Regions from separate parts of the Sus scrofa genome. Here all the other regions are linked to region 3. Evidence: chromatin contacts called from public HiChIP or PLAC-seq data. All regions are on one chromosome and are shown on one strand. Each heading gives the region's core, a stretch centred on a gene start, on an enhancer-like site or on the middle of the called end of the contact. The rest is flanking DNA. Distances are from core to core; before and after follow the strand shown. Region 1 overlaps LOC102164818 (a long non-coding RNA gene). Region 2 overlaps LOC102164818 (a long non-coding RNA gene). Region 3 overlaps CPEB4 (cytoplasmic polyadenylation element-binding protein 4).

Evidence for each region. HiChIP or PLAC-seq counts read pairs in DNA pulled down with a chosen protein or histone mark.
Region 1: an H3K27ac HiChIP or PLAC-seq map of skeletal muscle shows a contact between it and region 3. The contact joins two enhancer-like sites. A contact is called at or near these places in 2 of 47 Hi-C or Micro-C datasets (fetal heart ventricle and heart right ventricle) and 2 of 2 datasets of contacts at active chromatin or transcription factors (alveolar macrophages and skeletal muscle).
Region 2: a contact with region 3 is called in an H3K27ac HiChIP or PLAC-seq map of skeletal muscle. The contact joins two enhancer-like sites. A contact is called at or near these places in 3 of 47 Hi-C or Micro-C datasets (heart right ventricle and liver) and 2 of 2 datasets of contacts at active chromatin or transcription factors (alveolar macrophages and skeletal muscle).

What each region holds. Positions count from the first base shown.
Region 1 is chr16:50,611,080-50,615,895 of Sscrofa11.1, forward strand. The region is part of intron 4 of LOC102164818 (a long non-coding RNA gene); the gene reads right to left. Among named protein-coding and RNA genes, the nearest start is that of CPEB4, 110 kb to the left of the region's middle. Within about 2 kb of position 3,027, at least 10 of the 83 cell types and tissues checked have an H3K27ac peak or open chromatin away from gene starts, as enhancers often do. A contact at or near this core is called in skeletal muscle, where this site is marked.
Region 2 is chr16:50,669,542-50,674,013 of Sscrofa11.1, forward strand. All of the region lies in intron 3 of LOC102164818 (a long non-coding RNA gene), which reads right to left. Among named protein-coding and RNA genes, the nearest start is that of BOD1, 63 kb to the right of the region's middle. Within about 2 kb of position 2,635, at least 22 of the 83 cell types and tissues checked have an H3K27ac peak or open chromatin away from gene starts, as enhancers often do. A contact at or near this core is called in liver and skeletal muscle, where this site is marked.
Region 3 is chr16:50,462,912-50,467,250 of Sscrofa11.1, forward strand. The region is part of intron 2 of CPEB4 (cytoplasmic polyadenylation element-binding protein 4); the gene reads right to left. Among named protein-coding and RNA genes, the nearest start is that of CPEB4, 34 kb to the right of the region's middle. Within about 2 kb of position 2,955, at least 13 of the 83 cell types and tissues checked have an H3K27ac peak or open chromatin away from gene starts, as enhancers often do. A contact at or near this core is called in liver and skeletal muscle, where this site is marked.

The DNA.
Region 1 (4,816 bases), core at 1,777-4,276, 150 kb after region 3:
TGGCCAGAAAAATGTCCCCTGGGCTGTACAGAAAAGGACTGGGAGGGGGAGGAATGAGAAAGTCTCTGCTCCAGCTAATAAGGACTGTGAGCTCTGCTTCCAGGGCCAGATGTGGGGACAAAGGCAGTTGCCCCAGAGGGACAACCTGTAGGATCTCCAAGCAGAAGGGAAGGGGGACCCCCAGGGAGGAAGGAAGGCCCCAAAGAGCCAAAGTATCCACGTGGCATGTAGGCAATAGGGAACTTAGACATCTCACAGAGTTTCCCACAATCCTGTGAGACATAAGAAGTAATACAATGATTCCTGTGAGCCCCAGAATGTCACAGAGGTCACAGAGTCACCTGATCTGAGACAGGTTGAAGCTAAGAATAAGGGACAGTTCCACAGGACCTGAGTTTACCAATGGCTCTGAATGATAAGTGCCACTGAAGGTGACATCAGTGACCAGTGGCCTTCCTTCCTTCACCTTTGCACACCAAGCAGAGATGCAACGGCTAGGAATGGAGGGGGTGGATGGACTGTGATTCATCTGTGACCCACTCCAGCCAAATGGCAACTCAAAATTAGAAACTGAACTTAATAGATATAAAAAAGAAATTTATATTTTATATGTATCCCGCACGTGAGTTCATACTCATCACAAGTGAATGAATGAACAAATACAGTTCATAAAAGCATCTTGGCCAAAGGGATCCATCTCTCAGCTGAAATAGGGATTCATCTCTTCCCCGTTTTGACTTCTGGGGCAGCCCAGTATGAGACGTCAAGAATCTGTAAGCTCCATTCAAAGTCTCTCTGTTTGAGGATTACAGCTACTGCTAAAGGGTCCCATTGCAGCAAACCATAAAAGAGGGAGAACCGGATCCAGGCCTCTGTTTGAAGGTGACCCAGGGCTGAGTGATGTTCCAGGAACCCCTCCTTCCAGGGACTCAGGAGAAGGGTGGTCAGGAAAGGTTTTCTTGCAAAAAAAAAAAAAAAAAAGAGGCTGGAGAGGAATTCTGAAAATGAGTATAACTAGATAGGGAGGGAGAGCTACCTACCAAGCAGACAGAATCGCACATACAAAGGCCCTGTGGTAGGAAGGAGCTGGGCTTATTCATGGAAGCCCAGCTCCTGGATCAGGAACCCTGAGAGTGAAGGTGAGCGATGCAGTACGGCCTTGATTGGTGCTTCTAAAATGTTCCCTCTCCCCTCTTTAGTTTGGGCTGGAGCTAGTGACTTGTTTCTAATCAATAGATTAAGATAGCAATGGGCTGCCACTTCCAAGATTCGGTTCTAAAAGACTCCCCTCTTGTTTTCTTGCTTGCTTGTTCCGATGAAGCAAGCTGCCACACTGTAAGCTACCCTATGGAGAAGCCCTAGGGACAAGAAACTGAGGATGCCTCTTGCCAACAGCAAGCGAGGAGCTAAATCCTACCAACAAGCGCGTGAGTGATCTCGGAAGCAGAGTCACCCTGAGTTGAGCCTTGAGATGACTGCAGCCTCAGTGGATAACTTGGGTTGCAGCCTTGTGAGAAGCCCTGAGCCAGAGGACCCAGCTTAGTCACACCCAGATTCCTGGCCCACAGAAACTGTGAGGAAATAAACTCATGTTGTTTCCTAAGTCACTAAGCTTGGGGGTCATTTGTTACACAGTGATGGATGACTAATGCAGCTGATAAGGTACACAGGTGTGAGATAATGCAAAGTATTCAGCAGTTCGTCTTAGGATTTCAGTAAATTCTCTGCTTGGAACCCATGTGTAATTCACCTGAGCTTCTGACTCTGAACTTTTCTGATTCATAAAATCTACATATCGTATGAAGTTGGATGTAAGATAATGTTAGCTTCTCTAACATGGAAGTGGTAGGGACAATGAGAGGTTGGAAGGGACAGGAATTAACCTTTGCTGACAACCTATGGAGGTTCAGGTTCTCAAGATGCTTTTGGTTCTTGGGAAAATATTCCCAGTGTTGGCCCAGGCAACTCTTTCTAGTGAAACTGAAGAGGCTCAGCATTGACTCTGGCAGGGACAACATTCTCCCATTTCTTCTAACTAACAGAACCCCTGTATTATTGGGGGTGTCCACTCATCTGGTACATTTCCTAGCTCCCTCACTGTAGGGCAGCCAATAAGCTATAAGCAGAAATCACTGGATGGAATTTCTGGTAGTTTTTATTTGTCTGTTGGTTTTGTTTGTTTTAATATTGACTCATTTGAGAAGTGCACAATCTTGTACTTCTCTTTCTCCTTGCTGGCACCTGGAATGTGGGTATGATGGCTGGATCTGTGGCAGCATTTATGACCATGCAATGCACCTTGATGATGGAAGCCACACTTTAAGGACAGCAGAACAAAAAGATGGAAAAAGCCTTGGCCAGAGAGTCAGTCCTTGACTGTTTGCGGTTTCATATGAGAGAAAAGTAAATCTTTATCTTGTTTAGGCCACTTTTATCCAGGTTTTCTGTTATGGGTAGCTGACAAACCAGTCAGTCCTAAATGATACGCTTGCATCCTAAGTAAGGTATTTAAGGAATTTGGGGATTTCTCTTTTAAATTGCCAGGACTCCAGACTCTCAGAGAAAATTTTACCTTATGCCCCTCTTGGCTAAAAAGTTACTAGTATGCTGACAAAAATTTCCTGAGCTTTACCCCATGCACTGAACTCTAGCCATTACGGGTAGCTGCCTCACAGTGTATTTGTGAGACGGGATCATCATCCCATTTTACAGATGAGGAAGTGGAAACTCAGATTCCATCACCATCCAGGGAACATGGCTAGAATTTGAACTCAGATCTGTCTGAACCCACAGCTCGTATTTTTTTTTTTCTATTGCTTTCCCATTGTCTCCCAGCTCTAGAACGCTGAGTCCTCATTCAGGCAGAAGGTGGGGCCGGTCAAACCACCCTGAGGTCCCTGGATCAGAGGGTGCAGCCCTCACCCACGTCTTCCATCTGCAGCTACCGGCTGAGGTCTTCTCCAGTGCAAGGTTACTAAAGCGGATGGCCCAGCTGGTCCTCTCCCCAGCTCACTGCCATCCTGTTTACTGGCCATCTGGCCCTCATCTCTGTGATTCTCTGACTGTCCCTCCTCAAGGACCCTCTTAAAGGGACAGAGCCTCTCTGGTTTCAGTAAACGACCTCCATTCCTAAACCTAGATGCTCAACCTTGACCAGAGCAAGCCTGACAAAGAAAAGGCCAAAACAGTAGGGATTTCTGGGAGCAACACAAGTCTATTTCTAAGCTCAGATTACAGCATCCGAAAGGACGACTCGTTCCAGGCAAACACGCTCCCACCCCCTGGCAGGAATGTGATCAGAGCAGCCTGACTCCTCGGCAGGTTCTGAATGTTCTCCGCTGAAACTTGCTTTATCCTGGTTGAAACTCCTGTCTGTCCCAGGAGAGACTGGAAATATACTCTTTCTAGGAGCTGCTGGAAAATTAACCCACATTAGCAGAGACCTAGGTGAGGCTGAATTGGGGACAGGAAGGTCCGCTTGAAAGAAAAAAAAAATGTTCTTTGTAACCAGGACAAGGCTAAATAAACCCTCTCTCCATTGGTCCAAATCTATGCCAGCCTCCCACTGGCATCCGTGGGTGTGCTGAGAACAAGCTATGGATTTCTACAGAGACTGTCACCATAGCACTAGGGGCCTTATTCTGCTATTTCAAGAGGGAAAATAATCGAAAGGTCAAAGGAAGAAAATCTACCATCGAGCTTTTCAAACTGCAAATATTTATTAACACTTTAGCAAGCGCCTGGCACTACATTAGATGGCGGCCACAGCAAGATGGGCAGGGAGAGATGAGCCATCTTGCAACCCCCATGAGTCAAGCACAAGGCTGGGCACTGTTTCTCTCTCTACAGTCTTGAAAGGGCAAAGAATAATCCCCATTTTGTCAACTGGGGAAAAAATGAAGGGCATCCAGGAGCTAGAATCAGGAATGTGATACTGGACCAGACTGAATCCCGGTAGAGGGGGGATTCTTTTTTCTTTCTTTCTTTCTTTTTTTTTTTAGGGCCCCACCTGTGGCATGTGGAAGTTTCCAGACTAGGGGTTGATTTAGAGCTGCAGCTGCCAGCCTACGCCAGAGCCACAGCAACGCTGGATCCGAGCTGCATCTGAGACCTATGCCACAGCTCACGGCAACGCTGGATCCTTAACCCACTGAGCAAGGCCAGGGATTGAACCCACATCTTCATGGACCCTATGTGGGATTCTTAACCTGCTGAGCCACAATGGGAACTCTGGGGCGGAGGGGGTGGTTCTGAATATAAAATACTCCTTGGTCTGTTCACTGAGACACGGGGTGTTAGGGAGCCGAGAGGGGTGTGGAGGCAGCGGGGAGGATCTCAGAGAGAATCTGGCACCTGCTGTTGGCCTGAGGGACAAGGAAAGGCAGTAGTGTTGCCAGCCCAGTGGGAACGGCAGGGGAAAGAGGGGCCCCGGGCTTGGGGCAGGTGGGAGCAGGGCAGAGAGTGGGTGGGAGGGGGTGGCAGTGGAGAGTCAGCAGCACAGGGACATCTGCTGACCGCACCTGAGCCACGGTCTCCCCCCTGGGTGCTGCCAAGCTCCATCCAAGCAACTGAGGATGGAAGGGGATGCTTCCCTGTAGGAACTGGCGGCTACTGCACTAATTCTGGTTAACAACCACCAAACCCAGTGGCTTACACTAACAAGCATTTTTTTTTTTCCTTCATGCTCACAAATTGGAGGACAAATTGTGCCTCTGCTGGGGTCGCCTGGGCTTGGCTCCAGGCTCCAGGTTGAGTTGGGTCTGGGCCACGTGCTCCTCATCCTGCGTGGACCAGGAGACATGATTTTCTCATCTTG
Region 2 (4,472 bases), core at 1,385-3,884, 210 kb after region 3:
CGAGCTGCATCTGGGACCTACACCACAGCTCATGGCAATGCCGGATCCTTAACCCACTGAGCAAGGCCGGGGATCGAACCCAAGTCCTCATGGATGCTAGTCGGGTTCGATAACCACTGAGTCATGACAGGAACTCCAAGGCGCTGGCATTTGAACCAAGGCAGGCTCTGACTCCGCAGGCCATTCAAGTAACCACTGTTACCATGAGCCACGGCCACCCACATCCAACCAGAACCCAGGCCAGAAACCCCTCGGTCCTCCTTCTTCCCCGAAGTCCCCATCGAGCGAACATCATCCTGCTGATTTTTGCTCCTGCCCAGTCCTTGAACCCACGCCCACCTCTCCATCCCTGCGTGATGCCTCCATTCAGGCCTTCCTCACCTCACTCTTGGACCATAGCCCAAGTCTCCCCTGAACCCTCTCTGGACTTCCCCCCTCCTCGCTCATGAAATTCACCCTTTCAACAGCTAGCACGGATGTAGGAAAACTGAATTTCCAGCCACTTGGGTCCAAATTCAAGCTCCTTCACTGTATGTTCAGTATGGACCACTGTCATCAGACCTGTTTCTCCTTCTCCAGCCTCAGCGCACACCCCTTCTTCAATCACATAGCAAGCTCCCCAGCACTGATCTGCTGTGTCTCCCCAACCTGCAACATGTTGTTTGTACCTCAGGGCCTTTGCACATGCAAGTATCTCCGCCTGGAACACCATTTCTAGCCTCTGTGTCCCAACTTCCAGCTCACATACTGTTTGAGGGCGGGGGCTCTGTCTTGTTTACTGCTTTCTCTGCAGCCTCAGCATAAAGCCTGGCTCGTAGTAGGGGATCAGTAAACACTTGTGAATAATCAATGGACACTTTGAATAAAGATGCCCTTAGGCTGAACTCAGTACCTCTTTTCAGAGCTCCGGTAACCATGTTCCCTTGCAGCATTACATCCAAATTCTCCATCTCCCCCAGCAGTCTGAGAGCTCAGCCGGGGTGGAGGGGTTCGATCTGAGGTTACAGACCCCTGGCCCCAAGACGTTCCCTGATATGCTCGGTTAGGTTTACCCCACGTTTTCTTTCTTTCAAAAAAAAGTTGTAATTAACTGTCAATATTTTAATAATGGGTGATTTAAAAAAAATCCACATTCAGGCTTCTCATGAAAAATATCATGATCTGGCTATGCTGGGCTGGTCCCTGCATGACAAGGACAGGCCGGGGTTGGGTAGCATCTGCCCCCTTCAGCCAGGACATCTGCTGTCCAGTACTCACAGGCCCACTCAGCCCACTCTGTGCATCTTTGTCACCTGCCTGCCACCTCTAGTATTTGACTTTTCAGGTCTCAGGACACATCATCTGGGAAATTCTTCTTATGAGGACATAGCAGTGTCCTTATTAGGTCTCCGCTATATGGTATGTCTTACATGAGGCCCAATAATCTAGCATGTCAGCTGAATTAAACCCATTTTTCTTAGCAAAGAGAGAAATAAGATCCATTACGAAAGTCAAGGGAGCCATGAGTTTTTTTTAAAGTACAAGTTGTCTGGAGTCAGCACAGACTTCTGCCTAAGGAGGACGCAAGGCTGGGTCCCCTAGGGCGGTGCTTCTCTAGTTTTAATGTGCGCAGGAGTTTCCTGAGGGAGGGGGCGAGGGGTCTGTTAAAAGGCATGTTCAGACCAGTGGGGTGAGGCAAGGCCTGAGACTCTGCATTCTAACAAGCTCCCAGGTCCAGACCAGGGCAATGATGCTGTAGGCTCTGTGGTGCCACCACCCCCGCTGCCTGGCTACATGAAAGGAACATCTCCCAGATCACTCAGGTGTTCTTGGGACAACCACTTGCCTGGTGTCACCTAGGTAAAGCCCTTTGGGAATGCCTAACTCTCTCTCTCTTTTTTTGTCTTTTGTCTTTTTAGGGCCTCACCTGCGGCATATGAAGGTTCCCAGGCTAGGGGTCAAATGGGAGCTATAGCTGCCAGCCTTTGCCACAGCCACAGCAGTGCAGGATCCGAGCTGTATATGTGACTTACACCACAGCTCACGGCAACGCCGGATCCTTACCCCACTGAGCGAGGTCAGGGATTGAACCTGTGTCCTCACAGATACTAGTCAGATTTGTTTCTGCTGAGCCGCGATGGGAAGTCCGGGAACCCCTCTTTCATTTTCGTCCAGGAAGGGGAAATGTGGGAAGCAAGGGACACACAGCAGGTGGGGTGGGGTGGGGTGGGCTGGGGGTGGTGGGACTTAGAAGCCTTTGCCTTTGCAGTTGCCTTCCCCGTTCGCCATGGCTGACCCCGTTAAGTCCCTGGCTGGGCTCTCTCTTGGGGCCTCAGACTGGGACCCCATACTGGGATGGGGGATGCACCCAGAAGGAGCTAAAGATTTAGCCTTAAGTCAACCTTAGTCACAAATCCCAGCTTGCAAATTTGGTGGGGGTTTGTTTGGTTGGATGGTTTTTTTTGAGCAGCCTTCTCAGTCACGCTCATGTTCCCAACATACTATTTTTCTAGGTGGCAGAAGGGAAGGCCTTTGCCCTCACAACGTCAGGGAAATCAGAGGAAGCAGAAAGAAAACTGACGCGTACGGAACTGGTCCCTAGGGCTTCTCCCAGGGAGCTTGTAAACAGGAAGTTGCAGGTACACTCTTTGGGAACACCCTGGGTTTTTCGGCCAGTTTGTTTTGCGGCCATGCTGCTCGTTCACATAAACTGGGGAGAAGATGATCAGAAATTCACCGAGCCTGTTCACAACCCCTCAGCCCAGATTTGGTGATAACAAGGCTGCTGGGCTAAGATGTGCTCCCAGAGGGCACGTGGTGGCTGGTGCTACAGGGGGCAGGGAGGTGCCCTCTGATTAGTCTAGCCCACTTTCCCCCAAATCCCCTCATGCCAGCCCCCTAAAGACATTTCTCAGGGCCATGAAGGGTTGAGAAGCCAACTCCTGGATGGCGGCTGCAGCTGGCATAGTTTTCAACAGCAGGCGAAGGAGGAAGACGAGATGGGGGCTCAGGCTCATCGCAGGCTGCGGCTCTAGGCTTTCATTAGTGTCCTCTGTTTTCAAAGTTCAGCTCCGGAGGGGGCTGGGGAGAGCAGGGTTTGGGGATTTGTTCAGCCTAGGTATACATAAATAGCAGCACACAAAATGTCTTTTATCAGCTATTTCCCAGGAAACAGGGAGGAAATTCTTCTCATCGCCGTATTATAAAAGAAGAGGGAGAGGAGACAGCCTTCTCTTCTTCCCTCTCCCCGTGCAGAACACTAAGTCACTGTTCTGACACCCACCGGGAGGGTCCCTGTTGGAGAGAAGGCAGAAGCGGGCGGGAGGACTGGGGCAGCTGCTAAGAAGACAGGTTCGCTGCCAGCCGCTGGAGCACAGACATGCTTTCCCAGGAAAGGGGAGGTTACGCAGCCTGCTGGGTAAACTGGAAATTATTAACCACAGGATGAGTAGAATCAAAAAGAGCTGAGAGCTGACTCTTGACTTTACCGGGAGTTGTAAGCATGCTAGGGAAAAAAAGGACAGATGTATTTGAAATATTTTTTTTTCCTGAACCAGGAAGAGCCAGTTCCAATAATTATGTCAAGGAAAGCTCTCCAGTATTTTCTCCTGCTGATATTGCAAGACTGGTTTTGTTATTTCTTCACACAGATGGCCTAGGAAACACTCACAACACTTGATATATTTTTCTTTCCTTTTTCTTTTTTTTTTTTTTTTGGTTTCCACCCAAAAGGGTTTGGTTCTTTCTAATCTGCCCATTTCTTAATTTGCTTTCTATTTCTGATTTAGAGAAAACGGTGACTTTAAAGGGCCTTCGAGACTATTTACATCACAGGAGAATTTGAGATTCTTTTCTTTATGTATTTATTTATTTAGGCTGCACCTGTGGCATGCGGGTTTCTGGGCCAGGGGTCAAACATTCGCCACAGCAGTGACAGTCAGATCCTTAACCTGCTGAGCCACCAGGGGACTCCTTAAGATTCTTTCTTATCATAAAAAATAGTAGGTGCAACCTCCTGCAATCATCAACTAACATTTTATTGAGCATTTACAGTGTGTCTCCATGTGAGCCAGCACCTGACACCAGGGCTTTTCAAAGACTGATGTGTGGTAATTCTACTTTTAATCAAAATTTTTTTTGTTGTCATTACTGAGTTGTATGAGTTCTTTACAGATTTTTGCTATTACCCCTTTATCAGATGTATGATTTGCAGATATTTTCTTCCATTCCACAGGTTGCCGTTTCATTTTGTTGACTGGTTCTTTTGCTGTGCAGAAGCATTTTCGTTTGGTGCAGTGCCACTTGTTGATTTTTGCTGGTCCAGCAATCTGAGTTCTGGGTATTTATCCAAAGGAAATGAATACCGGTACCCACCCTCCCATGTTTATTCCATACCTTGGCTATTATTCACAATAGCCAAGGTATGGAAAGAACCTAAGGGCCCATCGATGATGAATGGATCAAGGCAATGTGGTATATTTATATACAATGGA
Region 3 (4,339 bases), core at 1,705-4,204:
ATGACTAAGAATTACTGGGGGGAGGAGGTGCTCAAAAGAACGGTGTGTACTATCATATTTTTTTAAGATACTAACTAAAAGTAACTGAATTAATGAGATGAAAGGAGAAAAGACTAGAAGCAAATACGCTAAAATATTAGCAGTATATCTATTATTTCAAAATTAGGTAAAATAAATTATTTTCTAAAAAGTAACCCACATATTATTGCTACTGGTGATTCAGCAGAAAATGATAGAATGCTACCATTTCAACATATAAACATAAAATAGCAAACATTCTACAGTGCTACTAGATTTCATGCTATGACCTTTTCTTTTTCAGAGTTGTGCCAGTATTGCTGGGGACATGGTATCGGCCAAGGCATGACACAGGGATAACTCTGCAAGATTGTCTAGTATAAAGCCGTGCAGTCTGAAAAGTGACAGACAAGAAGCATGAAATTCTGAGTGTGTGTGTATATGTATACACAAACACACACACATATGTTTAGATTATGCCTTTTTTTTTTTTTTTTTTTTTTGGCCACGATGTGCCACAGGGAAGTTCCCGGGCCAGGGATTGAACCCATGCCACTGCAGTGACCACACCAGATCCTGAACCCACTGTGCCATAAGAGAACTCTGAAATTCTGAATATATTTTTACTGACTCTCACTATACAAACTTAGATACTCCAAAGAAAAGGGAGAGGTTTTCAGTGGATATTGTTAAAAATTTCTAATAGGAAAAGGATAAGCATGGACTTAGGTGCATTCCTAAAACAGATGAAAAGTTTTATGCATATGATATACCACACTCACACAAACACACACACACACACACACACACACACAAGTATACATTATTTGCTGTTGTTTAACCAGCAATGCTTCTCCTGGGTCTCTTTCTGCTATTTTTGTTTAGTTCATATCTAAGTAAGACAAGGCTATACTGCCCTAAATAAAATTTTTTATAGATTATAGTAATTATTTTTTAAAATGCTACACCAGAAACCTGAATTTTAAAAAATTAAAAAAAATTTTTATTAATGAATTTTATTACATCATTTTTTAAGGGAGGTGCTGTACCTGCCTTTCTTTATCTGCTATTTTTACCAGCACTGCCTCAGACTTGCCGCAAGATGGCGCTGTGGGGTCCTGGATGACGCAAAGCAAGGTTCAAGAAATGTATAAAAAAAATCAGGTTTTGAATACCAACCTTATCCATACACAAATGCCGAACACATATCAATATGAACAAATAAAAATGTATTCTACATGTTCTATCATTTAATGATACAAAGATTATCACTTTTAATAATTTATTCTATTGGCCTAAAAGTAAGTCCCCAAATCATAATCAGTAACATTATTCTACCCCTTAACGTATCTATGATACAACCAGCTTCCAGTAAAGATGTTTCCACACAAAATTACGAAGAAGAAACTGGCTGGGCCTGACATTAACTGGATGGAGAGTCTTACCCCCTCCAAAAGAGCCATTTAAAGTATACATACACAGAGTTTACAGTAAACAAAACCCCTCTCCAAGAAAGATCTGATGTTCAGTTTAAAAGCTTGTAAAAAATAAAAATAAAAAATTTGAATTCTCTTGCCTATCTCTCTAGGTTCATCTCTCACACTGCCATTTCCCTTCTCGCAGTAGGTATTCTGGACTTTCAGAAGTACTGGCCCACTAACTTTTTTTGGCAGGATGGGGCATTAACTTTTACTTCTGGTTCTTTCCTCTGGCACGCCTTCCTTTCTCTCTGCTTCCGATGTTGTTTCACCACTCAAGCTTCCACAATTTTGTCCAGGTAGCTTCTTTCACAGGTCTCGCAACCTACGGAAAATCCCTGCCCCAAGCCACCTGCTCTCTGGTTTAGACAGGCCTATGGGCTCCATACAACACCCCTTATACTTATTATACCATATTTAAATTATCTATTTCTAAACTCTCTTCCTCTAGGGTGACAAAATCCTTAAGGACAGATTTTGGGTCTCGAAACTCAGAGCTTAGAGAAGAGAAGGTGCTCAATAAGTAGCTGCTGAATGAATGAAAAAAACAAAGCCAGCAACTGGTGGTCTCTGCCACGCAGTGAAACACGCAGTGAAAAGAGTAGAGCTGGACAAAGCCCATCTTGTGAGCTAGATCAAATTACTTTGTTTCTCTGAACCTCAGAGAAACAGAGATTTCCATTTACATGTAAGAAATTCAAGAAATAATTTTTGCAGAATGCCCAGAAAAGCTCCCCAGTTTAGAGTTATGTGCTCAATTAATATTCATTCCCTTTCCCTCATCAACTCTAAGCCAGAGATAATCAATAATTTTCTACTTGTGAGAGAAAGAAAAAGGAAAAATTCCTCTAAGCCACATAAGACCCAAACTGGAACCTTGGAGAAGGGAGTGGCCATATTATGGGGGGATTTTTTCAGCTTCAGAGAAGCGAGTTTGCTAATGTTCTGAGTTACAAACAGGGATATAATTCTTCGCCGGGGAAGAGAAGAGAAAAAAAACCTCTTTACTTTTATGATAGCCAAACTGGCAGAAGCAGAAGTATATTAGGAAATGAAAACTTTGAAAATTCAGCTTAAAAATGCTACTTTTAATAAAAGCCAAGGAGGATCTTCCTTTTGTACCAATAGCTCAGATTCAATCTTTCAATTCTGATATGATAGCTGAAAAACAGACTGTCACGGTGGCAAAAAATTTAACATTTATCTTTAAGATAAGTCAATGGGTTATGTTTCTATAGCTTAAGGTTGGTTTCATGTAGAAGGATTGCTTTGACTCAGGGCAGGTACAAAGTTGGAAGATCTAAAACATTTACGAATTTCAGGCAGAAGGGAATGTCTAGAGAGACACTAGCAAAGAGCTGATCCAATTAAGGAATTCAAAAGATTTCCTACTGCCAGTAAACCTAACAACAAACCAGCCAGCAGGAAGGCTATTTTTATCCCTGCCAGAGGCCTTCTGACTCTGGATGCTACATTTAGAGGACAGAGCAACAAGATAACTTGCCTTAAGAGGATGTTATGATACCAGTGATTAATGGCAATTTTTTAAGCTTTAAAAAACTAGGCATAGTTTTTATCCAAAATAAACCAGCCAAAGTCAGTTTAAAAAAAAAAAAAAAAAAGAAGATAATATAACGGAAAGAAAAGTGGAAAAACAGACCAATGGGTACTAGAAAAGTTTTCAGTAATCTAGAAACAAAGCCAAGGCAGTACATTAAAATCCTCCTACCTTGCAAAAAGGCTGATGAAAAGAAATATGTGTTATAAGAGACATATTTTAAAAGAACCAGTGAATAAAAATAAATAATTGTAGAACTCCCCCAAAGGTAAAGGTGATTTTTTTTTCTTTCTTTCTTTTTTGGCCCCTTGGCATATGGAGTTCCTTGGCCAGGGATCAGACCTGAGCCACAATGGTTGTGACCTCCACCGCAGCTGGGGCAACTCCAGATCCTTTAACCTGCTGTGCCAGGCCAGGGATTTAGCCTTCGTTTTTGTGTTGCAGAGACACACGGCCACAGTAGGAACTCCAGTAAAAACGATTTTGAGAAATGGTTCTCTGTACCAACATGAAGAAGATCAAGACAAATTCATGAAATCCCTTGGGACTCTAAGCTAAATTACGTATGGATGATGGAGAACTTTAGAGATGAGACGAGCCCCTCCCCAAAAAGCAATGAGCTAAGTCAGTGGTTGGCTTTCTGCATACATACCTATCATTAACGCTAATCTCTAATTTAACGTAAATCCTAATGACTTTACTGAATCTTAACGAAGAATGAGCTTTGATTTCACATCTAATCTAATTTCACCTTTGTTATTTCTCAAAAGGCCCAGGTCCTATTTTCCTTTATCAGTACTCAAGGCACTGAGTCTTCCTCTTTTCATTAGCCTTAAAAATAAACAGACTGTTCAAAGATGTCTGCAAATTATTTGGAGGATAAGCTGCATTAGGCCAAGAGTCTAAGTTTTTATTTCCTGATATATCCCAAAGGCCTAAAATAGTGCCTGGCACTTAGTGTTTGCTTGATATGTATTTGTTTTATGAGCAGCCCCCATAGCTTTAGACTTTATACATCTACCCGAAGTGGTTCTCAAAGTGGAGTGAGGGTGGGGGTGAGGAGGGAGGGCAGTCTATCTGAATCACTGCTGGAATACACATATGCTTAAGTCTCATGACAGACTTGGTGAATCAGAATCAGCAAAAAGAACAAGCCAGCTTGGAAAAGCTCCCTCAGTGATTCTATTTTGACCTCCACCCCCTAAAGGCACTCTCGATAAGAAATCAGCAGGTGTGAGGTATGGATCTTTTACAGAAGATTATGATAAAATACACATTTTCAATT